Linked DNA regions of Mus musculus: region 2 is linked to region 1. A link is a contact called in public promoter capture Hi-C data. All regions are on one chromosome and are shown on one strand. The core of a region is the stretch at or near the end of the contact, and the rest is flanking DNA. Distances in the headings are between cores, read along the strand shown. Region 1 holds the start of Zc3h8 (zinc finger CCCH type containing 8). Region 2 holds the start of Il1b (interleukin 1 beta).

The links. Promoter capture Hi-C pulls out the DNA fragments that hold promoters and counts their contacts.
Region 2: a promoter capture Hi-C map of the HPC-7 cell line shows a contact between it and region 1, with 4 times the contacts expected there. The contact joins the promoter of Il1b here to the promoter of Zc3h8 in region 1. A contact is called at or near these places in 12 of 39 promoter capture datasets (the 3T3-L1 cell line, 3T3-L1-derived adipocytes, the HPC-7 cell line and 7 more) and 1 of 115 datasets of contacts at active chromatin or transcription factors (large pre-B cells).

What each region holds. Positions count from the first base shown.
Region 1 is chr2:128,942,458-128,949,146 of GRCm38.p6, forward strand. Zc3h8 (zinc finger CCCH type containing 8) reads right to left here and starts at 1,563. Exons shown (of 9, transcript NM_020594.2): 1 at 1,391-1,563. The coding sequence starts at 1,467.
Region 2 is chr2:129,367,664-129,374,870 of GRCm38.p6, forward strand. Il1b (interleukin 1 beta) reads right to left here and starts at 3,476. Exons shown (of 7, transcript NM_008361.4): 1 at 3,405-3,476; 2 at 2,621-2,682; 3 at 2,040-2,088; 4 at 294-495. The coding sequence starts at 2,667. Il1bos (interleukin 1 beta, opposite strand) reads left to right here and starts at 2,239. Exons shown (of 3, transcript NR_015474.1): 1 at 2,239-2,258; 2 at 5,131-5,506; 3 at 7,071-7,207.

The DNA.
Region 1 (6,689 bases), core at 313-2,812:
TTCTTAAGGTTGATGTGAAACTTTTAGTTTCACATTAGGGTTGGCGAGATGGCTCAGCAGGTAAGAGCGCTGACTGCTCTTCCAAAGGTCCTGAGTTCAAATCCCAGCAACCACATAGTGGCTCATAACCACCCGTAAAGAGATCTGACGCCCTCTTCTGGTACGTCTAAAGTCAGCTACAGTGTACTTATGTATAATAATAAATAAATCTTTGGACCGGAGCAAGCAGGGACTGATGGAGCAGGGCCAACTGGATTGAGAGGGGTTGACCAGAGCGAGCAGAGGTCCTTAAAAAAAATTCAATTCCCAACAACCACATGAAGGCTCTCAACCATCTGTACAGCTATAGTGTACTCACATACATAAAACAAATAAATCTTTTTTAAAAAAAGTTTCACATTAATTACACAGCAAAGCTATGGTAGCCCAATTAGGCTAACAGTTTCCACTAAGGTATTTGAGACTGAGCAGTGAACATATACATATATCCTTTCCCCTTGAAACAGTGTTTCCCCTATGTAGCTGAGGTTGGCTTGGAACCTGCTATTTAGACCAGGCTGGTCCCAGTCTCCCAAGATCTGCCTGCCTTTCAAATGCTGAGATTAATAGGCCCAGCCCAACACTGTAATGTTATCTTAATGAGGGTGGAAAAAAACTCGTGAAGGATGTGTCAAGGGTTCCACTGAGGAAAGAGAGAACATAGAAGACAAGGATTTAGGAGAGATGGAGTTTGAGGGCATTATCAACTCAAAAAACTAAAAAGTGGGCCGGGCAGTGGTGGCACATGTCTTTAATCCCATACTTGGGAGGCAGGGTCAGTCGGGTTTCTGAGTGAGTTCCAGGACAGCCAGGACTACACAGAGAAACCCTGTCTCGAAAAATTAAAACCAAAAAAAAAAAACCAAAAAAAAAAACCAAAAACCAAAAAAACCTAAAAAGTGAGTGGGTATCTGCACAGAAATCCCGCACTCTGACTAAGTACGAGATTAACAACACGCTTTTCCAAATTAACAGAAAAACTAAGCCGAAATGATGCTTGCTGCTTTATTCTGGGAGTTCTGGTTCAGGATCACTGGCAGAGCAGTCTATGTATCCTTCAACTCTCGAGGTGCCGGCAAAGCCACCTCGGAGGTGACTGACAGCAAACACGTTAAGCGCACGTGCAAGGGGAGCAGCCGGCCCCTGGGGGCAGATTCAGAGGCTGGGGCCTCCTCCCGCCGCCCGGCCACTGCCCTCGCCCGCAGTCCCTACTCTGACTTCCACCCCACTTCCCCTTCCGACCTCCCCGCTCCGGTCCCGGCCCACGCGCCAGCCAGGGCTCGCCGGTTTCCAGGAGCGAGGGGGCGGAGCCCAAGCGGTGCCCTGCAAAGGACCAGAACGTGGGGATCACCTTTCCTCAGGGTCGGCGGCCGGTTTTTTGCCGAGGGCCGGATTGGGGGGCTTTGAAAAGAGATTTTCAAAATCCATAACTCAGACAGGGACCGTTCCTCTCCACGCCGAGCAGGTACTGAACAACCAGCGAAGCGGAGGCTACAGTCGCGCCAAGGGCCACACGCTCCGCCCAGCGCACGCGCACGCGCTCGCGCTCATGTTGCTTGGGCGCGACTCCGCGCGACCTGGCCAGCCCTACCACGCATGCGCAGTTCTCACCGTTGGTGGGGAGGCTTTCGGTGCCTGAGCTGCGCACGCGCAACTCTCTGTACTTATGTCCGATTCGTTCCTTAGTGCAGCACTACAATGTCGTTAAAAAATTAAAATAATCTTTAGGATTCTTCTTTAGAAAGCTGTGCTATTTTTATATGTACGAGAGAGAGACAGAGAGAATGAGTGCAGATGCCCGCGGAGGCCAGTTATTGTAACCCACCTGACATGAGTGTTGGGAACAGAACGCAAGACCTTTATGTTTTAACTATTGAGCCATATATCTCTTCCAGCCCCTTTAAAATTGACAGGTGACCAAGCAAAATTAATTGCACAAAAAGGAACCTAGACGATCTCTTCTGAGTAAACACATAAATATATTTAAAGCAGGCAAATTCAATAGAAAGTACTAAGTATTAAGACTATTTGGGGGTGGGGGGGTGGGGGGGTGCAGTCTTAGAGACCTGCAGATGAAGATGCAAAACTCTCAGTTCCTGCTGCACCATGCCTACCTGGATGATGCCATGCTCATTCCTTCATGATAATGGACTGAACCTTTGAATCTGTAAGCCGGCCCCAATGAAATGTTGTCCTTATAAGAGTTGCCTTGGTCATGATGTCTGTTCACAGCAGTAAAACCCTAAATAAAATGGAAGCTGGTAGCCGGGCGTGGTGGCGCACGCCTTTAATCCCAGCACTTGGGAGGCAGAGGCAGGTGGATTTCTGAGTTCCAGGCCAGCCTGGTCTACAAAGTGAGTTCCAGGACAGCCAGAGCTATACAGAGAAACCCTGTCTCGAAAAACCAAGAAAAAAAAAAATGGAAGCTGGTACCAGGGATAGGTCTGACCATGCTTTTGTTTGGAAGAATGTTGATTTCAGGACTTTGGATTTGGAAAGCGGTGGAATGTTTTAAATGGGGCTTAATGGACCATCCTAGTAGGAATATGGAAGACTTGCTGAGAATAACTGTGCAGACCAGGCCCAAGAGGTTTCAGAGAAGAATTTTCAGTTTGTGGCATAGAGACTGTTTTTGTGGTATTTTGGTGAAGAATGTGGCTGCTTTTTGCCCTTGTCTGAGAGTCTATGTGGGGCTAAGGTAAATATATATATTAATTGCATTGACAAAGGAAGTCTCAAAAAAGCCCAACATAGACTTTGTTCTCTGGTTAAATCTCATGAAGAGGTTTTTTTTTTTTTTTGAATAAGTGTAGCAGGCTTTGAAAGGAAAAATACAAAATATGTGGTTGACATTAAAGGGGCACCAGGAAGTGAAATGGAACTGAATCTTATGTTCAAGGAGGTTAAATTGAATTAAGGAAGTGTTGACCTTAGGCCAAGATCCACACAGCAAAGTACAGGTCTTTAATTCCAGGAGGCAAAGACAAGCAGATCTCTGACTTTATGTCCAGCCTTGAACAGAGCAGGTTCTAGGTGAAGAAAAGTTTTAAGTCCAGGCATGGTGATACATATCTTCAATCCCAGCATTAAAGGAGACAGAACCATACAGATCTCTGAGTTCAAGATCAGTCTACAGAGCAAGATCCAGGACAGCCAAGCTTAGGCAGTGAAGGAGTTGGAAAACAGAAAGCTGGTGATAATGTCATAGAACAAGAGGGTCATGTTTCAGCTCCTGCAAGCAGCATAACTCTGCAGTTTCAGCCATGTGGCTCTGGCTTTAGAGTCCAGAATAGAAGGGATTACTGGGACAATTGATGCTAGTTAGCTGGAACTAAAAAATTAGTGCTGATTAAGAAGAGACCAGCATCACTGAGGTGAAATCTTCCAGGTAGTGTTTTCTGAGAGCACAAAGAAGCTGTGTTCCAGAGATAGCCAAGGTTGTACCTCATGCTGCAGCTGTACTTGGTAATGTGTAAGAGTCACCAAGGTAGTACTGGTTTTGAAGGCATGAAGGTGTCATGAAAAAACAGTTGAGTCTTGGCACTGTGAGGCCGTGGAAGGCCATTGGTGATAGTGCAGCTTCCGTTGCAGTTGATGGCCCAGGACTGAAGGGGTCATGCAAAGGAGTTGAGGTTTGGCACCATGAAGAGCCTATGAGAGGCTCTTGATGAAGCCTCATTGCAGCAGGAGACCTCAATGTATTAGAGATGCCAGTACCATGGGATGATCACCAAGAACAGCAACAACAGTGGAGTGGATCAAGCTGGAGAGTGCTACAGAGGGCAGAGCTAGAGAAGTGAGGCCAACACTTTGGAGGAGCCCAAAAGATCGTGTGTGGATCCCAGACATTGGAACAAGAAGCTGTAACATTGAAGTTGCCTTGGAGACTTCAAGATGTTGGAGATGCCAGAGCCATGGGTTTTCTGCTGAGGAAAGCTGCTAACAGGGAGTGGAAGCAGCCCAGGAGAAGAAGTTTATTGCTGTCAACAAAGATGAAAAAGGAGTTGGAGATCTGAAGACCGCTTTGGCATCAGACATGGAGATGCAGAGTTTGGAGTTTGCCCAGCTAGTTTCCTGTCTTACTTTGGGGATTATAGTTAAGTGATTGAATGAATCTCAGAAGAGACCTTGAACTTTGGACTTTTAACATTGTTGAGACTGCTATAGACTATGGGGACTTGGAAGTTGAACTAAATGTATTTTACATTATACTATGTATGGATATGGCCCCCATAGACTCATATATTTGAACAAACCTATGGGGGAAGTGGAATGTGATGGTTTATATATGCTTGGGCTAGGGAGTGGCACTCTTAGGAGGTGTGGCCTCATTGAAGTAAATGTGTCTCTGTGGGCGTGAACTTTAATACCCTAGTCCTAGCTGCATGGAAGCCAGTCTTCTAGCAGCTTTCAGATGAAGATATTACATCTTTGAGGGGGAAAGCTTTCCCAAAGTGTTGCAGCTCTGAGGGGAAAGATATCCTGGCAGTCCAGAACCAAGGAACACCACAAAGTCACACTGCACAACAAACCTTAGACAAGAGATTTTTTTTTTTTTGAGAGGGAAAACCCCAGGGAAGGCTGCTGCCTCTGCATGGGTGAGAAGCAGCAGAGATCTAAGCAGAAGATTGGGTTTCTATGGATTGAGGGAGCAGGAGCTTCCCAGGATGGAGATTTCCAGGGTGAAGATTGGTGGGGTTTCCAGTCCAGCGCTTGGGCTTTTTAGTCTGCAGGGCAGGCGGGCGTTGGGTCCAGCAGTTAGAGCAGTTGAAGTGTTGTGTGGGTGGAACCTGGTAGTTGGAGGTGCTTAGAAGAGGGGCCTGGCCACTCGTGTGTCTCAGGAGTTTACACTTAGTGAGTTCCAGGGCTATGTAGAGAGACCTCTCAAAAAAGTAAAAATAAAAAATAAAAATAAATGCTCATAATAGAGTGAAAGATATGCAGACACCGGAAATCAGATTGGGCAGGGCAAAAAAGATGACATGCAAATGCATAAGATATTAGTATTCTCAAATAATTATAAAAGGGCACATATATATGTAGTAGATTTATCCCAAAGAGCTGGCTGCTCTTCCAGAGGACTTAGGTTGGATTCCCAGCATCCACATGGTGGCTCACAAGCTTCTGTACTCTGGATTCTGGGGTATCCGATGCCCTTTCTGACTTCTGACTTCTGAGGGCACTGGGTGTAAATGTGGTGCACAAATACACATTCAATCAAAACATCTGTACACATAAAATAAATCAGAGAGAGAGAGAGAGAACAATCAACCTGAGCTACATGAAACCCTGTCTCAAACCATCACACACATACTCAAATTAACCAGTACAATAAATGAAGTAAACATACTCAAAAGGGCAGATGTCTATAATTTCTGATCTTTAGAGATAGTAAAATGGGCATACCAGATGCTGAAGAGTGGGACAGTTTCTGTCTGGGTGATGGAAAAGTCTGGAAACCAGTACTAGTGACTGGCACACAATAGTCTGAGTGTGACTAATGACACTGACTTGTGTGGTTCAAATGTCAAGTTTTATGACATTTTACAAAATGAGAGAAAAGGAAGTGCCTGGCATGATGAGAGGGTTGACAACCTCTTGAAGACTTTGTCCCAGGGTTTGCCAGGTTCTGTCGTGAGGTTCCCTGCAATTGCCAACAAATCTTGCCGCATTTCTCACTGTTGTGGGAGTCTGGGGTATAAATAGGAGTTGACGCTTTTCATGGGCCCTTGTGATGCCCCAGAAAACAATTGATTTTCCTTCTCCCATCTACAGATTTTAGAGTGGTCTTTTCAACTTCAGCACAACTGTCATTGGGATTGGACTATTTGCTGTGGAGGACAGTTCTGCATTACAATTAACAGACATTAAGCTGTTTCTACCACTAGATGGCAGTAGTACTTGCTCCAGACATCGAAAATCACAAGCTGAGGGGCTGGAGAGATGGCTCAGAGGTTAAGAGCAATGACTGATCTTCTAAAAGTCCAGAGTTCAATTACTAGCAACCACATGATGGCTCACAACCATCTGTAATGGGATCCGATTCCCACTTCTGGTGTGTCTGAAGAGAGCAACAGCGTACTTACATAAAACAAACAAAATAAATCTAAAACAAACAAACAAGAAAATCATAGGCTGAGAAGAGAAAGATTGGGAATTTCAAAAATAAAAGACAAATATCTTTCCAAAAAGTCTAAAACTTTGCCAGAATCAGTGAAGCATGTCAATTTACAACATTATACATTAATCAAATACAATATGTCAGCTGTGAGAAGCGAAAATTTCCCTGTGACAAATCTGGAGGGAGAGGGGTTGGAGGATAACCATTCCTAATCCAAAGGCATTGAATCTAGAGTAATCAATTCCCAAAGCAGGAAGGCTTCTATTAAAAGCCATGACAGTGTTTCATAAATACAGTTTCAAAAGGGAACGCTGGTGACTGGTGGAGCCCCAATATTGAGTTATCCCAGCCACACAATGAGGTCTAGTAAAAAGGTATCTAGAAAGAAGGACAATTTCTTAGGCAGGGTGGGGGCTAAACAATCCAGTGTTCTAAGATTAAACAGAAAAACCACTACCACAAGCAACAATGCTTGTGCCCCAAGGGCTACCCACTACACTAGCCAAGGAGTCAAGATCAACTTGGGACA
Region 2 (7,207 bases), core at 2,226-4,725, 430 kb after region 1:
CCAGTAATAAGACCAGCTTAACTGGGAAATTGTGAGATTCACAACCTCTAGTATAAGCCAAAGTACTTGGCAAGTCAATGGTTGAGTTGCAAGTGTAAGCATCATTAAAGCCTTTTTATAAGTTAATCAGCTCAAGATAGAACTGATTTGTTTGGAGGTTTCCTCATTTTCTTCTAATGGTTGGAATGTCTAGCACTAAGGGTCTTGCACTTGAGGGGCGTTGAGTTCTAAGAGGTGGGCTGAGAAGGACCAGAGCGAAGGTCTGCTGTCTGCTCTCAGTCCTCATTAAGTACCTTCTTCAAAGATGAAGGAAAAGAAGGTGCTCATGTCCTCATCCTGGAAGGTCCACGGGAAAGACACAGGTAGCTGCCACAGCTTCTCCACAGCCACAATGAGTGATACTGCCTGCCTGAAGCTCTTGTTGATGTGCTGCTGCGAGATTTGAAGCTGGATGCTCTCATCAGGACAGCCCAGGTCAAAGGTTTGGAAGCAGCCCTGTGGAGAAACCAGGCAGTGAGCACATCAAGTCATCAGACCAGAGGACTCCTACATCAACCCCAGAGAACACCAAGGGCCCGGGAGATAAGTTCTTAACCACAATCCCTGTCTATGTGGAGCCCAGAGAATTTAATTGGCCTACCCAGGGGTACATGGCAACCAGACACAGGCTTCCTGGCATTCTCTATAGTAAACCTCATTTCTACTTTATCTTTCTTGTACAGACCTTGCCTCACTGTATAATTAGACCTACTTAAACGTTTCATCTTTTGGTATCCTTGCTGCTCAAACATCATGTTATTTAATTTCTCATGACAGTATGTTCATGTTGTCTTCTATTCAACGGAGATCACCCAACAGGCTCTCAATGGCTTCCCATACATTCTTTTTCTCATAGGAATATTTAGCAGACACTATAAGCATAGCTTTTGTTTGTAAAATATGTCACCACTTTTCTGTTCTTTGGAGAAACACCACATTAAGGCCTAAACACAGTTGCCTTGAGGCATGATAACAGTTTCAAAGCTTGAAGGACAGCGATAGATCATTTCAATAGTGTAAAGGAAAGGTTGATTGGGAGAGAAGTTTCTGTCCAGAGTAGAGGCTCCCAGGGAAAGCCATGTTCTGGAGCAGGCAGTGGGGGACAGAGCCTGGCTGGGAAAGTGAGAGGCGTCACCCAAGGCTGAACTAACTAGTTAGAGTGGTCTTAAAATACATTCATGTAAGCTAAGGACTAGATTCTGTAGCTGGGGGAGACTGTTGAGGGATTGGGAAGAGGTCTGAGAGAAACAGCTGCCTCCTGAGTGGGGCAGTGACGTGGCTGGACTGACGCCATGTGGCATTAGAGCGTTCTCAGTCATCATAGGAAGGGACAGCTGGGATGCAACATGGCTCTTCATGAGAGCAAGTCTGGAAAGTGCCCTTGTGCTAGGATGGACTTGGCCAGCACTTAAAACACTTCAGAATGGAAGGTTGTGACAGATCGCCAACATTTCAGAGATCTTCTGACCTGTGTTTCCCAAAGGACACAGTGGGGACTGTCTATGATCACACAGCAATGAAAGGTCTTGTCTAAGGCCACAGGTTATTTTTAAAAATCCTAACTAACTTTTTGTTTATATCACTTATTTCTTATTATCTTAATCTCCCCAGGAACATGCGAAACTGTTCTTTGGCAGAGAAGGAAGAGATGCTAATTCTGAAGGTCATGCTCTCTAGATCCAGAGTTCGATTTAAGTGGTCAGATTAAGCTCCATCTCTCTCAAGGGGGGACTAAATGTATGTTGAAGACCATACTGTCTTCTTAGCATAAAACACCATGATTGCCATCAGCAAGCCTTGGTGTGTGGCTGTGGTAAATGAAACCTGTGTGGGAGCCAGGTCAGTGTGTGGGTTGCCTTATCTATGTCACTGAAAGAGGCAAAATAATCCCATCACAAAATAGCCTGGGAGCAAGGCAGTCCCATATCCCTTCCCGTTTGGGTTTTTTTTTCCCATGCCACAGTCCCTCCACAGGTTAGGAGCCAAGCTCAGAGTCTCACCTTCATCTTTTGGGGTCCGTCAACTTCAAAGAACAGGTCATTCTCATCACTGTAATGAAAACAGATGTGGTCAAGTGATAGCTCCTTATCAATACTGAGCAGACAGACTTCCATTGTTCATAAAACCACACCTACCATGACTCTTAAAGCTTCCCAAAGACTTCTGGGAAGTTCTACAGTGCTACGTAAGTAACAGTCTAGAAGCAGATTCTGGGCCAGGTAAGTGGGTGCTCTGGTTGCTCTCTGTTGACTTCTGACACCTAAATTCTAGACTAGCAGAGTTAGCTAAAGTCTGAGCTCTCTGCCTTTGCTTCCAAGCCAGACTTTGCAAAAGAGTCTCTTATCCTGTCCATGTGGAAGTTTTTCTTACCATTGCATCTGTAGGAGTCCCTGTAGTGACAGCACCTAAGTCCCTAGGTTGGGCTTGGGAGTGAAGAGGTCAGTCTTTAAGCTAGGTTGCTTGAACTCTGATAGCCACTGAAGGAGATGAGTTGGGGACTCTCTGGCCTCTGAAAGTAGATAGCCCTCCATTCCTGAAAGCAGAGTGCTGGATATGTGACCACTCTCCAGTACCCACTGACCTGTCAAAAGGTGGCATTTCACAGTTGAGTTCAGGAACAGTTGCCATAGCTGCTTCAGACACCTGTGTGAAGAAAGAAAGTGGGTGGGCATCCAGCGTTAGCTCCCCGAGGGGCGTCCTTCATATGTGTTTCTCTTAGCTCTAGTTCAGGGCAGGCATGCTAAACTGGTCTCTGAGGAATGAAGGAACGGAGGAGCCGTTGTATAGGTCTAGAACAGTGGCCCTTTTGGAGTCAAGTGGCCCTTTCACAGGGGTCACCTAAGACCATTGGATAACACAGATATTTACACTTCATAACAGTAGCAAAATTATAGTTATGAAGTAGCAATGAAAATAATTTTAGGGTGTGTGGGGGGTCACTACAACATGGGGAACAGCATTAGGAAGATGCTCTGGAAGGAAGCAACAGCAGAGCCAAACCCTAATAAAGAAGCTTTCCTACAAGACAGGAGCTGCCTTTTAGATGTCAGCGGCTATACAGACAGTACTCATTTCCAGAGTACTTCACAAACCATGGAGGTACAGCTACTTTTTATAAATAAAAAGCCCAAAGTCCATCAGTGGGGGGGGGGGAAAGAGAGAGAGAGAGAGAGACAGAGAGAGACAGAGAGAGAGACAGAGAGACAGAGAGAGACAGACAGAGAGAGACAGAGACAGACAGAGAGAGAGAGAGATAGACAGACAGAGACAGAGAGAGAGACAGACAGAGACAGAGAGAGAGAGACAGAGAGAGAGAGATAGAGAGAGACAGAGAGAGAGAGAGACAGAGAGAGAGAGAGACTTACTTGCACAAGGAAGCTTGGCTGGAGAGGATCCCAGATGAGCCTATTAGGCCTCGAACCACTGCAGGGTTTGTTGTCCAACTTGTTTTCCCTCCCTTGTTTTATAGTCCTAAAAAGCAGAAGTGAAGAGCTGTGAAATTTTCCCTTGGGTTAACTGATTTCACAACAAAACTGAAGGGTGGGGGAGGGGGGAGAAGCTTGATGGGAATTCTTAGGGGAAGAGGCTATTGCTACCCTGAAATAATTTCTAATCCCTGGAAGTCAAGGGGTGGCAGATAGTGACACATTCGCAAGTGTGTCATCGTGGTGGAAATGGGCATTATTTCCCCCTGGACAATTGTGCAGATGGTGTCAATATTAAAAATATTGGGTTTTCCTGGGTTAGCTGTACATTTTAAGTCAGGATGTGCGGAACAAAGGTAGGCACGTAGATGCACACCCAGAAGTGTGTCACCTCTCTCGCCTCCTTGTGCTTAAGCTGAGGGAGCTTTGCAGTTGGAGTTTGGTAACTGGATGGTGCTTCTGTGCTCTCCATCAACTGTGTTAGCAGGGGCTTCTGGAGAGACACGCACTTCCTTGTGTGGGTCAGGGCACACACAGTATGCAGGTATCAGTGTAGACTTATCATAGGGTCAGGGAACTCTGGAAGCAAGCCTATGCAGTCTGATAATGCCAGGGTGCTTATTTTTTTCTTTTATTGGATATTTTCTTTATTTACATTTCAAATGTTATCCCTTTTCCAGGTCTCCCCTCCGGAAACCCCCTATCCTCTCCCCCTCCCCTGCCTCTATGAGGATGCTCCCCCACTCACCCACCCACTCCTGCTTTCCTGCCCTGCCAGGGTACTTATAATACCATAGCCAGTCTCATGTTGAAACCATATCAGTGCTAGGTGATCAGCAGAATGAGCCTGAATTAAGTTGCACAGTGCAAAGGTGGTGAACGAGGCATCTGCCTGTTCATGAGCACAGTCCATCTTAAAAAGTGAAGAGATAGTCTTTGCCTAAAAAATTGTTTTGGAAAATTCTTGTTTCTATAAGATCTGGGGAGACCAAGTCTCTTGGCCATATCAAGCATCACTAGACTGCTAACTCAGAGAGCCCAGGGAGCCTACCCAGGGGAGCTCTTCTTGCTTGGATGGAATGAGCAACCAGGCCATATGAATGCTGCATACAGTCTCTTGGGCACATCTACAGTATAGTAGAATCCTCAGTGGAAACCTAACTCCTTTGCTGAGCCCTCAGAGAGTCTGTGGACTCCATTAGAGCCAGGTCTCCACAGTGCCTGGCAGATGGATGCAGGCAGTAGGAGCTAGCCCGGGTGAGTAGGAATTTGGCAATGTGTTCATTCAGATGAGTTTGTACCTAGTATGTTTTGGTTACTGAGCTTATTCTGCAGCACTGAAGGGAAATAGACAGACAGAATTGGAAGGAGGAATAGACAAGGCTCTACTATGAAACAAGGTTTACTTACTAGGCAGCCTTCTTTTGCCTAATTTGGTTCACAGCATCTCGATTTCAGGAAGGCAAACAGAAGAATCCTGCCTTTGACCAGCTATATGTTTGATTTGAAATCTGAAGATGGTTCAGGGTCTCAGTTGCTTTTGAGTTTGGTGAGCAATGGTCAGTTCTCAGCACTAAGGTCTTATAAGATGTATTATCTAGTTCTGCAGACAATCCAGAGGTCCTGTCTGGGCCATCTGGTTCATTTTTCTGTTCTGCCTTCACAGGGTCCACATTTCAAACTATGCCTGGAGGGACTAACACCTTCCTCAGAGCCTGTGTGCAGGGCTGGAAGGTCTGATGATTTTATGGGCTGTCCTGACAGAGATTATTGGAGACTCCTTTGGTCTGCTGATGTGAGTTGAACCAGGGATGGTGAAAACCAGGGGACAGAGAAGGGTAACTAGGGGCCTGAGTGTCAGCTCCAAGTCCCTTCTCCCTGGATGATTTTTCAGGAGCCTTGAGCTCAGTCTAGTTACAGAATCTTCTTCACCATCTGCTAGTTATAACACTCCTAAACCCTTGAGCTGATGCCTGAGAGGAGTGGTTGTCTGGGAGGATTTGGAGGAAGGCACATGCATGAAGACGAATGGCCATTTAATCGTGAGTAAGAGATGAAGAGATGGGAGGAGGTTTGTCTGGGAGGAGGCAATGATCTGGTTGATGATTCTTTTGCTTCTAGAGGGAGATTTTGGAACTACTGGGCAATGCCTCTGGTACTCTATTGTTCTATCAAACCTCATCCTGGCCCTGTGACTTGGGCTCCAAATTTCCTCCCCTTGTCGTTATAGAGCAGGCAAGTTGCACAACATGTATATCAAACCCTGTCTCTCAGACCACACTTCCTTTTTGGTCCCCAATGAGTAGAAGAAATAACTCACTATAGAAATTGTTATGCTGGGGGTGTGGCATAGTGATGACGATACTGATGATGATGTTGGCAAAGGAAATGAACAAAGCAAAAGAGGAAGTCGGCAAAGCCAGGATGGTGACGGGCACTCTAGCTTTTGGGGAACTTTTCAGCTCTTGACTCACTCAGCACTTTTAAGCTGTAAGGTTCCCTCTGTTCTGACATCTCATTCCTCCAAGATGGAGGCAGGCATTTCTTCAAAGCTGAAAGTGCCTTGCTACCTGTTTTACTTACTTTCTATTGCTGTGATAACCATGACTACTGTGCAGCCCAGACTGGCTTCAAGTACATGACAATTCTCCTGCATTTGTCTCCCAAGGACTGAGATTACAGGCACGAGCTCCCAGGCCCAGTTGATGTATGTGTTCTACATCTTCTTTACTTATCCTCTTGCTCAGAACAGAGCTAAGCAATGACTGTCCTCATTACTTTCTCCAGACCTTGTCTTATTCCTTAAGTTGACGACTTAGCACAGGCCTTAGGGGTCTGTTCTTTCCCTCTCATCTTTTCTGTCCTGGTTAGTTTTATGTCAACTAGACACAAGCTAGAATCATCAGAGAGAAGGGAGCCTTAACTGACAAAATACATCCAAAAGATCTGTCTGTAGGCAAGCCTGTAGGAAATTTTATTAATTGGTATTTACTTGGGGAGAAATCAGCCTGTTGTGGGTGGTGCCATCCCTGGGCTGGTGGTCCTGGGTTCTATAAGAAAGTAGGTTGACAAGCCATGAGGAGCAAGCCAGTGAGCAGCATCCCTCCATGATCGCTGCATCAGCTCCTGGTTCCAGGTTCCTGCCTTGCTTGAGTTCCTGTCCTGACTTCCTTTGATGATAAACTGTGATGTGGAAATGTAAGCAGAATACATCCTTTCCTCCCCAAGTTGCTTTGATCATGGAGTTTCATTATAGTAATAGTAACCTAAATGAAAATGAATTGGCACCAAGATTTACTGTGACATGACTGTGACAGACCTGAGCATATTGTTTTGGAAGGACTTTGTACAAGAAAACCCATAGAGTGGTCAATTCTTGGTGAGCTGTTCCTAGGAACTTGGAAGATAGGGACGTTGAGGGCAACACAAAGATGGAGGCCTGACTTGTGAAGCTTCAGAAGGAAGCTTAAAGACTTCTTCAGGGCCATTTGTTATATTGAATTAAGATTCCGTGATAACATAATATCTCATTAGCTGGGGCTGAAGAATAGGCATCGATAAACAAGATTCCAGAACCACTAAAAATGAAACCTTTGCTTTGCTTAGATACTCAGTGCTGGTGAGCTGGAGCTGAGAAATTAGCAGTGACTAAGAAAAGTCCAGCATTATTGAGGTGAAATCTTCTGGGAAGTGTTTTCTGAGAGCACACAGAAGCTGTTTTCCAGAGATGGCCAAAGTTGTAT